2 separate regions of the Mus musculus genome follow, and region 2 is linked to region 1. A link is a contact called in public HiChIP or PLAC-seq data. All regions are on one chromosome and are shown on one strand. Each heading gives the region's core, a stretch centred on a gene start, on an enhancer-like site or on the middle of the called end of the contact. The rest is flanking DNA. Distances are from core to core; before and after follow the strand shown.

The links. HiChIP or PLAC-seq counts read pairs in DNA pulled down with a chosen protein or histone mark.
Region 2: an H3K27ac HiChIP or PLAC-seq map of embryonic stem cells shows a contact between it and region 1, with 6 read pairs. The contact joins the promoter of Fam180a here to the enhancer-like site in region 1. A contact is called at or near these places in 6 of 39 promoter capture datasets (the 3T3-L1 cell line, embryonic stem cells, macrophages and 2 more), 2 of 15 datasets of contacts at CTCF or cohesin (the NIH/3T3 cell line and pro-B cells), 22 of 484 Hi-C or Micro-C datasets (the AML12 cell line, the C2C12 cell line, the G1E-ER4 cell line and 13 more), 3 of 115 datasets of contacts at active chromatin or transcription factors (embryonic stem cells, heart atrium and pancreatic cancer cells) and 3 of 9 other capture datasets (adipose tissue, embryonic stem cells and pancreatic islet).

What each region holds. Positions count from the first base shown.
Region 1 is chr6:35,286,861-35,292,201 of GRCm38.p6, forward strand. Slc13a4 (solute carrier family 13 (sodium/sulfate symporters), member 4) reads right to left here. Exons shown (of 16, transcript NM_172892.3): 3 at 2,934-3,070; 4 at 894-1,057; 5 at 487-541. Among named protein-coding and RNA genes, the nearest start is that of Slc13a4, 19 kb to the right of the region's middle. Within about 2 kb of position 1,736, at least 99 of the 459 cell types and tissues checked have an H3K27ac peak or open chromatin away from gene starts, as enhancers often do. A contact at or near this core is called in Sertoli cells, adipose tissue, embryonic stem cells and 4 more, where this site is marked.
Region 2 is chr6:35,324,767-35,329,918 of GRCm38.p6, forward strand. Fam180a (family with sequence similarity 180, member A) reads right to left here and starts at 1,375. Exons shown (of 3, transcript NM_173375.2): 1 at 1,073-1,375. The coding sequence starts at 1,148.

The sequences.
Region 1 (5,341 bases), core at 486-2,985:
TTAAAAAAATGGGTTGTATTCACCATGGAATACCCTTAAAGACCACGTATGTTTGTATGTATGTATGTATATATGTATATATGTACTCTGAAAAGAAGTCAGCTGTTGATGGACCCCACAGCATTTGAATGCTCAAGACCATGTTTCTCCTTTCCTAGCTTCAGCTTGCTAGAGCATCAAACAGCCTGTCAACAACTGTCCCCCAGTATTCTAACCGCATCAGTACAGATGTAGTTGTACTTGGCAGCCATAGGGCGGCTCCTACATCTACTTGGAATTAACGTGGGTCTTTGTATTCCTCCTTATTCCCAAGTGTTCTGGAATTAGGGGAGACCCCCTCAAGATCGTCAGAGGTAGATCCTATGGATGGGGACAAGATGGCGAGCTTGGCACATGCATCTAAAAGAGACGATTTGGTCTTATCTTTCCTGTCCTCTTTAATGGCCCCAAGAGGCTCCGTCTGGGAAGAGGGATGGTCATACTCACTCTTCATTGACAAAGATGAGTTCCATGGACGTCTGTCTGTTGTTTACATCAAGACCTAAAGTGGTAAAGAAACACAGGAAGTTAAAACTAAGGCTGCAGTGGACCCCGTATGTGGAAGGCCAGGGGCTCAGGGCAGGGGCAGAGGTGTGATGGCCTCTCCCCTTCTCTCTGCTCTGAAGGCATAGTGGGGCTGTAGATGCAGGCAGACACCGGAGTTTTGTAATAATGCTTGAGAAATTGGGACAAAGAGAAGGGGTGGAGGATGCCTGTGAGCAACGTAGGAAGAATGAGAATGGGCTAAGGGTAGCTTGGGTTGTGACTGCTGGCATGGCCAAGAGGCTCCAATGAAGATGGGCACCAGGCTGGGGGGAGGAGCAAAGGGGAGATGGGCCCCCAGTGAACTGTACCCATGAGCTCAGCCTCCTCAGTGCCGGCTGCCAGCTGTTCCTCCTCAGCGTTGATGAGCTCCTGCAGCACCGCCTCCACGATGGGCATCACCATGGCGGTGGTGGAGGTGTTGGAGAGCCACATGGACAGCATGGTGGTACAGCACATGAAACACAGCAGGAGCCTGGAGGGCAGGGACGGTTGGGCAGAGCGTTATCCTGATGAATTATGACCCTAATGAGCCCCCAGGTGCCATTCACCTCTAAACTCCCAGAACTTGGTGCGGGGTAACCCTTTATTTCAGCATTGGTCCAGCAAATGATTCCCAAGCCGTGGCTAGTGACCATGGCCAGGAAAAAAGCTTTTAAAGAAAGAAGGGCTAGCTTTGATAGAAAGGATCCAGGGTAGGGACTCAGAGGCTGTTCCCTTCTCTCTGTGTGGACGTTAGGTGGAGCTCTGTGGTGTGTCTCTTATGCATAAGGGGATCTTTTTCCCCTCCCCTGCAGCCAGCAAGTCTAGGGCACCCCATGCTCTGAGCAAGTCAGCACAGTAATTTGGGAGCAAACAGTCCTGGCACTTCGTTCTCCCACGACTTGTCCCAGTGCCAACTAGCTGCAAGGATGGCCACAAAGCCACAGTAGTCTCCCCTGTCCGTGTGTGCGTGTGTGTGTGTGTGTCTCCAGCTGGTCTCTGAAAGCGTCAAGCTTGGAGGAGCACAGAACAAAAATAACCTTCAAATGATTTCCCTTTGACTTGGAAGCACAGTGCAAACCGTGCCTGTGCAGACCTGGGGCTTGCTGCCTAGGAGAGGTGGAGACAAAGATGACTTGTTTATACTTCAGATGACTTTGCACAAAGGAGACAGCACATGTGTGGATTGTGCCCAAGCAGGGCTGAGTCCTGGCAGTGTTTTGTTTGAGCTGAGAGCAACATAGCTCTCATGTTTGGCACACCCACTGATAGCGCGCCATGATATCGAGCCATGCCGGCATGAACTTGCTGGGTAGTGTGGTAAATAGGGAAGAAGGCAAACCCAGACAGGTGGACATTCTTGTTGATAGGATAAAGATTTCCAGAGCTATGCAGGGGCTGGAGATGTGGCTCGGGGCTTGAGTGCTTGCTTAGGGCAAGGATGAGCGATTGCTTCATTCATTCTCTCCACCCCTCCCCCAGTACCACAAGGGAAACAAAACAAAAAACAGAACAGAGTCAAAGGAGCCACAAGGTCCCACTATGTTGGAAGCAATGCTCCTTGTGTGCCTTGGAAGCACAGAGTGGGCAGCCGGTTGCTGGGCCTGGGTGGCTTTAGCCATAATTAGCAAGGCTCTGCTTTGCAACCTGGGAGTCAGGGGCGGGCTTCAGAGTTCCAAGAACTCATTTGAAAGACTAATGCTGAAAACAGTGCTACATTGTTTCTAGTCTGCTCTTCCAGCGGGTGCAGCAGCTTGCATAGACGTAGGAGCCGGAGCCGTTAGGAGTGGAGAAAGGGAAGAGGAACAAAGGAGATCCTGTGCAGTGGGAGCAAGGCTCACACAAAACTGTCCACCCTGATGCCCTCACGAATGCTGTGAGGGTGAGGATGCCCCCTTGCTGGGTCTCTTGATGGCCGAGTGGAAGGAGAAAGAGGGAGCATGTGAGGCATTGAAGCAACACTCCCCCCACCCCCCTCAGCAACTTGGGTGGATGGGAAGAGATGTTCATGGCTTCTTAAATGACAATGGAAAAGCCACCCAATTCTTTGACCTATGTGCACTCTAACCCACAGGCAAAAAAAAAAAAAGAGAAACTGTTTCTGTTTGGTCCATTTTATGCTTTCTCACAAGGCCCTCAGGTGTTGCAAACCTGTCCTTGTGGTCCAGGTTGTGAAGAGAATTCCTTAGATTCAGGTGATAGTAACATCAGGGCTACCATTCAGATCTGTATTCTGTGGCTATCAGGATCACTCCTAGTTATTGGGATCTCTCTCACAGGTGCGGGAGGTGGGAGTCCATCATCCTGGTGTCACCTCCCACTTAGCAGAGGAACCACTGCCCCAGGACCCCACATGCCATGTGACTCACATGCCAGGCTTGGCTCCCGCCATCAAGACCATGCGCAGGGCGATGCGCTTGTGTAAATTCCACTTCTCCACAGCTGCTGCCACACAGATGACGCCCACCAACAGCAGCGTGGTGTTCTTGAAGTACTCAGCCGCCACCTGTAGGGGGGTCAGGAAGGCCAGTCACCACCTGGGAAGAGGCCATGGGCAGGACAGTGTGTTCTCAGAGGCAGAGGCTGATGAAGTAGAAGCAGTGAGGGGAGGCTTATTCAAATAACTGGGTAGTTCCTTATCTTCTTCAGCTCTGACATCAAACCCAGGGTCTCTCCCACGTTGGGCAAGCATTCTACTACTAGCTAGAATAGTTGGTTGTTTAAAAATACCAACTCTGCTAGGCAGTGGTGGCGCACACGTTTAACCCCAGTACTTGGGATGGAGAGGCAGGTGGATCTTCGACTTGGAGGCCAGCCTGGTCTACAGAATGAGTTAAAGGACATCCAGTACTATGCAGAGAAACCCTGACTCAAAAGCTAAGAACTAGACTTACTGCCACACTCAGTGGGATAGAAATTTTGAAGGTACTTTTACAATTTTTACTCCCCCTCCCCATTTCACTCAAATGAGAAAGAACCAATACATTAATAAAGAAAGAATAAACTTATATTTTTTGTCCTTCACTTTGATTAACCCTCCCTTCTCGTCCACATGTCTCCCTGGTACATCCAGCCCCGTCCCTGTTGGATCCTTCCGTTCTCAGAATCCCTTTCCTCATCACCTATGTTCTGCTACATTCTCACTTGGAACATTCTGTCTTTGTGTCTGGCTGTGCATTTGGAACAGGCTTCAAAGCCAAGTTCAGGCCTGGTGCCCTCCAGAACACCTTCCTTTGCTTCTAAACTCTGATTGTTCCCTGGGGACACTATTAATTCCTTGCAATGTAGAGCACTCAGGGCTAGGCTGGGATTGTGGCTTTAGTTAATTCCATACACCATGGAGTGCTCAGGGCAAGGCTGAGATCAGGGGTATACTGTAGTTGGCTGAGTTTCTATATCCACCTCTTCAGTCTTTTAGTAAAACCTTTAAATTGCCAACAGTGGAATAACATGCAAAAGTAGATACTCAATAAATAATAGTCACATAGTTAGAGGATCCATGGCAAAAAAGTGAGGAGATGAACTTTTAACTTAAAATGTCTTTTAAGGTGACAAAACAAGAACAGTTTTAATGGCAGGAAAAATAATTGAGACATAAAGGACATTTAAGTATAGTGAAATATGTGGGAGTCAACAATGTTTATAAAACCACACTAAGAGTTATCTTTTGATTATTGAACATAAAAAAGTTGAGGGGCTAGGAAGATGGCATGCCGGATAAAAAAGTATGTGCCAGCCAGCCTGAGTATAGGAGTTTGAATCCCCTGGACCCATGTTAAAAGCTAGATTTGGTAGCATGCATCTGCAATCCCAGTACTCCTGTGGGGGAGAGGGGAGGCAGAGACAGAGTCATCTGGAAGTCCTTGGGCCAGCTACACTGTCACACTGTGGCAGAAACAAGAGGGACCTACCTTAAATAAGGTGGAAAGCAAGAACTAGTTCCTTAAAATTGTCCTCTGACCTCCACACCTACACTGTGGCACATCCATGTCTGCAGTCACAGTCACGCACATGCACACACACACACACATCCCCCAAATACAGCTAGTTGCTGATTAGAGAGTAAATCGAGGCACAGTGAGAGATGTAAGAGAACATAGCTCCCGTCTGTCATCATGGGAAGTGTAATCTAGTAATGACCAGAACTAATGCAACAGCATGTCAGGATATGGTGATTAATGCCAAGGCGTAGCTGAGTTGAAAGGCAGGGAGTCTGACACTGGATGGGAAGGACTTGGTAAAAGTGAAGAAGAAGAAGAAGAAGAAGAAGAAGAAGAAGAAGAAGAAGAAGAAGAGGAAGAAGAAGAAGAAGAAGAAGGAGGAGGAGGAGGAGGAGGAAGAGGAGGAGGAGGAGGAGGAGGAGAAGGAGAAGGAGAAGGAGAAGAAGAAGAAGAAGGAGAAGAAGGAGAAGAAGAAGGAAAGGAGTCTGCTGGCTTTCATGATAGGTTTTAAACTTTGTTCAAATAACCCAACATAGTCACAGCAATGGCACCTGCTCTTCTTTCTTTTTTGTCCCATGAAAATGCCATAGGCTTGAATTGCTATGATTCATGTCTGTAACCATTTTCTAGGAGGCAGAGACCTGTGCTTCTGGTTGATCTAGCTCTTGTTCCAAGCTTACCTCTCAGCTGATCATGGTCACTAATGCTCCCAGAAGCATAGAAGGTCTTCTACTATGGGTGGCTTGAGTCCTTTCTGGGAAAGACATTGTCCTTAGGATGAGTGAGCAGAGCTGGATGCTTGCAGGCTCTGCTGTGGGGATCTAATTCCTTTCTAG
Region 2 (5,152 bases), core at 125-2,624, 38 kb after region 1:
GCACCTCAGCAACACTTATGTCCCAGCCAGTCCCTAAGATCAGGCTTAAGCACAAGGAGGATTAATAAGGGCTTCGAGCCCCTCTCTTCCATTGCAAGTGCTTCTCCTCTGCCGCTCAGGCCTCCCTTTCCCTCCCTGACATAGTCCCTGAGAAGGAGGGGTTCATTCATGTCCCCATACCAATCCTCATGCCCTTAGGGGTCTCTATAAAGAGCGTCTGGATTGACTTGAGGGAACGCTGGATTTCTAGGTCTTTCTGGGGACGTGAACTCATTTGAATGTAGGCAGCGGGAAGATTTCTCCTCAGACTGGCATGGAGTGGATAACACCCCCCAGCTCTTCATTTCCTGATAGTAATAAACTAGCTGGCCTGATATGTCCCCGGTGACTGCCAAGTGCAGCCAGACCAGAGTAAAGATGCCACCTTTGTTCTCAGAAGCGGCATCTGAGAGAGAAGATATCAATCAGCATGAGAGTAAAGCTTTTGCACACACCGGTTTCTTTCCATGGAGGCTTGATGTGAATGACAGGGGCCAAGCACACTGGGTGGATGCCCTAAATGTTCTTTTTTTTTTCCCCTCTCACTCACCACCACACAGCTCTACCTGGCTGCCAAAATGCACACCCATAGCATCCTGGAGACCTCATTCTTAGCCAGTGTGGCCAAGAACTCTCTGCGTTAGTCCCAGTGGCCACCATTCCATCACACAGGCAGCTGAGTTTGATACCTTCTCTCGGGGGGTCTGTCCCAGCAGCAGCAGGCAGGGATCTGCAGAGAACCCTTACCCATCCTCCGAAACACCCAAGAGTTCTTTCTGGCTCACCAGCAGGAGCAACCCGATGGCTTCTCAACCTCCATCGGGCTCCCAAATTGGCTGCTTCGATGCTCTTCCACCGGGTATTTCCTATCACCTTTTACCAAGAGGGACCATAGAGCACTGGCAAAGTTGGCGTATGAAGCAGGCACGGGGCTTTTAATTCCTTCCTCCCTCTAACTCTACTCCACTGCCACAATTCTATTCAAGAAAGATGAATGAGCACCAGAGAAACACAAGAATTCAAAACAACTCACCCCTGCTCCACCTGCAGGACGCAGTGGCCTGGGTGCTGGAGAATACCAGCAGAATCGTCAGCGCCTTCCAGGACATCTTCCAGGAGGGAGACAAGCTGACCTTCTATTCCTGCGGGACCCCAGGGGCTGCAGGTGGACCCCTGCTCTTCTCAGCGAGAGGACAGAGTTCTTACTGCCCTTTCTTGTCTATAAGGAAAGCAAGGGCCTCTCCCTGGCTCCACAGGATGGAGGCGGATGCAGCCTCTTGGGTGGGACAGAAGTTGGTACCTCTCTTAACCTAACTCTCTCTGGGATTAGGGGACCAGGCTTCCACACAGAGGCTCTGTTTTTGAGCACATCTGGAGTGACTCACGGGGCATGTGATCTCTTTGGCAGTGGGCTGGATAAATATAATTTCTGTACTTGAGTTCCATGTGTTGGATGCGCCCACTGGAATTTTTCTTTAACAAACAGACCCGCGGAACTTGTTAGAGAGCCCGGCGAGAAGTTGGCTGTTTTCCCTGTCCACACATACTACTTCAGAGCCAGGACTGCGGGCTGGAGGAAGAGCTGGGAGGTTGCCTGGCAGACGGTGGGGCTGGTGGAGCTCAGAGTTGCCTGTAGGACAGCACAGTCATTGTGGTACTAGGGTGGGGTGTTCCTGCTATCGTTCCCTGGAGCTAGACTTGTGGGTCTTGGGGTCTGGCGCCTTTCCTAGCTTCTGGGTAGGTGGGGCATTGGTAGGTTGTGAGGAGCAGAGTGGGCAGGTGGCCTTGGAGAATAGGTATTGCTTTTGGGAACCTTGTGAGTCTATGCAGGAGGCTGGGAAGCTGAGCTCCTGTTCACATCCATGATCCATTGGGTGCTTTCCACAGAGTTTTTAAAGAGAAGAGGTCTAATTAGCATATTCTTCTTGAGGGTCAAGAGCATGACACTGGCTTCTTGCACAGTTCTGACTAAGATCTGATGGCAGAAGACACCTCAGTGGGAATGTTTGCAGGGAAGAGATTTCATGCTGATCTAGGAAGCCTTCGGGGGTCAGGTTTTCTCTGTTTGCAAAAACCTTTCAAGGTAACTAACCAGGGTCCCCAAAGAACTACATTAACCCCTTCCAGGGACAATGCCCCAATGAGCTAGTTACTTTGCACCAAGCCCTGCTCTCTATCGAGAGGGTTCTATATACTTTTTCACCCTATTATACTGGGGACCAAGCAGCTTGCAACCTGACCCTTGGGGCCACTGAACCTCTCTGTACTGTGCCCAGATCAGCGACCAAATCCTTTTATGTCTAGCAGAATGGCAGTATTTTCCCATCATCATTTAAAAAGTACTGGGAGACGGCTCAGTTGTTAAAGAGCTTGCTGTGTGAGCGTGATCCCCAGTACTCAGGAAGTAACCAGCACAGCAGCATCTGTTTGTAATCTCAGTCCTCAGCTGGGGAGGCAGAGACAGGAGGATCCCCAGGCCTGCCGACCGGACTCGCTACATGAATTGGTTAAATTTCAGGTTTGTACGGTGGAGCAGGATTAAGGAAGACACCTGACATCGCTCTCACATGCATGCACAGGCAATGCTCACTCGCTCCCCAGACATGTACAGGCATACACACATAGAAGCACAGTTGTAGGCATGCTATGTCTCTAATTATGTGCCCCCTTCCCTTACCTCTAGAGGAGACTATGAAAGCTTGGAGAACTTTGAAGAATCTCTTACTGTTACGGCTTTCTAGCCTGTGGAGACAGTGGTCAGGATAAGTGGACTACCAGAGTGGACACCATGCGGTCCCTTATACTTCCATTGGAGCTCCCTGCTAATCAGAGAAAGCCACTGATGTCACTAATATAGATAATGGCCCTCGGGTGTTTAGCATGTTTCAGGTTTAGTGTTAGACTCATCACCTGTGTTAACTGGTCAAAGTTTACAATGAGGAGGTCAGTATGGAGCAGTGCTCCCTGCAGACGTATGTGGTTACAAATTCTAGAAACCCCCTTAAAATAAAAGAAACAGGTGTAGTTACATCTCATTGTACTTAATTTACCATATTCGAAATATCATTTCTACAATCAGTAAGTGCTAACAAGACATATCACACACACACACACACACACACACACACACACACACACACACACACCATACAAAAGTCTTTGACGTCTTAAATGTGTCTCATATCACACTTTCTTCTTTTGGGAGTTGTTGCATTTAATGGTTGATAAAAGTCCTAAGAGGCAGGGGTGAAAGACTAATTCCATTAATGACTATTTTCACGGCTCATGCGTAGTTCTTGCCACCCCTCTTCACCCCTGAATATTCCGGGTCTGAGAAACCACACACGCAATGCACACAAATCGAAGCTTCTAACACTCACTGTAAGCAGGAAGTGGCCCCATTGTGTTACTACTTGTTTAGAAAATTGAAATTAAAGTTTAAAAGTAAAGGCCTCCAGTCTCAGATCACGACAAAACTTTTGTACACGTATAAACATCTTATAGACAATGCACAAGCGAGGACCACGGCTACTCCCCATTCAAAGGAGACCACATTTCCCACACAGTGCAGGTGGCTCAAAGAGCAATCTGCTTGCTAATTGAGTTCTACCTGGCTGTGCTGCTGTCTTCAGACACATCGCTGTTTCAGATATCAGTTTCAGGAACCTTTCGGTTCCAAATAATAAACAGTTTATTATTTTTCTTTGTTGAATTAGAAACTCAAGCCAAACCCTCTTGTAAGTTTAACACCTCCTAAAGGATGATGGCAAGACTTTAAGGGAAGCCTGGCTGCAGTAGAGCAGAAACCAGGCTGTGTGCAGTCTGCGACATGTGATTGTATCCTCAATATCAGTCAACCAAGATGAAGCTCTCTGTAGTGTGGGGTGGCCAGTGACCACCGGATCAGGCAGTGCAGGGCTGGAAGCCAGGCAAAGCTCAGGGGCAGGCTGCCTGCTCTTGTTATTCTGACAGCTACTAGCTGTGAAGTCTTAGTGTGGTTCCTCCACCCAACCTTTGCCTCCATTTCCCTCTCTGCAGAACGAGGAGACAGGTAGTTTCCTTTCTGAAGAATGCTATTAGGAATGGAATTAATATGTGTAAGAGCTGAGACCAATACCTGCTACAGACTCTGTATTCAGCGCATAGACACTATAGACACAATAAGAAACAGGCTCAGAGGGGTCAAAAAAATCTACCGAAGGTCACTCTGTTAGGAGACCTGGGGCTTCAGCCTGAGCCTATGAGATTATGCATGCAAAATGACTCCTCTAACCGGCCTCACAGCCTTCTGTTTCTAGAACCCTTAAATAGAGGGTTGGTTAATCCGTTCTCAGGGACTGGGGAGAAAACCTAGTTTGCCTGCCAATTTCTCTGATGAACATACTCCCACTAAGGCTGACCTGAAGCTACTAAGTGGTTTAGAAAGCAGCTTTCAAGTTTCTGAAATTCTAACAATGGGCTCTTGGGCATCCTGCATGGTAGGAGCTGACCCAGCACACGATTGCATCTTATGAAGTTAGTTCTCCTGGCTCTGATACTAGCCGGCTTCTGGTGTCATGCTTGCTCATAGAACTTATTTTATAAATCTAAAGGATTGTCCAAAGGACCTTGAGAGAATAGGGCTTCCTTGGATGTTTGCTGATTGGCTCTAAAGCTGGGCAACCTCAGCTCTGATTGGCTCTAAAGCTGGGCAACCTCAGCTCTGATTGGCTCTAAAGCTGGGCAACCTCAGCTCTGATTGGTCTAAAGCTGGGCAACCTCAGCTCTGATTGGCTCTAAAGCTGGGCAACCTCAGCTCTGATTGGCTCTAAAGCTGGGCAACCTCAGCTCTGATTGGCTCTAAAGCTGGGCAACCTCAGCTCTGATTGGCTCTAAAGCTGGGCAACCTCATGTTTTGCGATTTTCCTGCTGTTACTCTTCAGACTCTCTCCTTTCAACTTCCTGTTTATACCTCTTGCCTCCTGATACCCTGACCTAAATGGCAGCCAAAAGGCAAGCGGGTTTGGTGACATGGTCCACGGGAGTCAGACATGCCCAAGGGAATAGACCCATTCAGTCTGTAGGTAAAGTGTTGAATGAATGAGCAAAGGAATGTAGAAAGAAGCCACAGGTT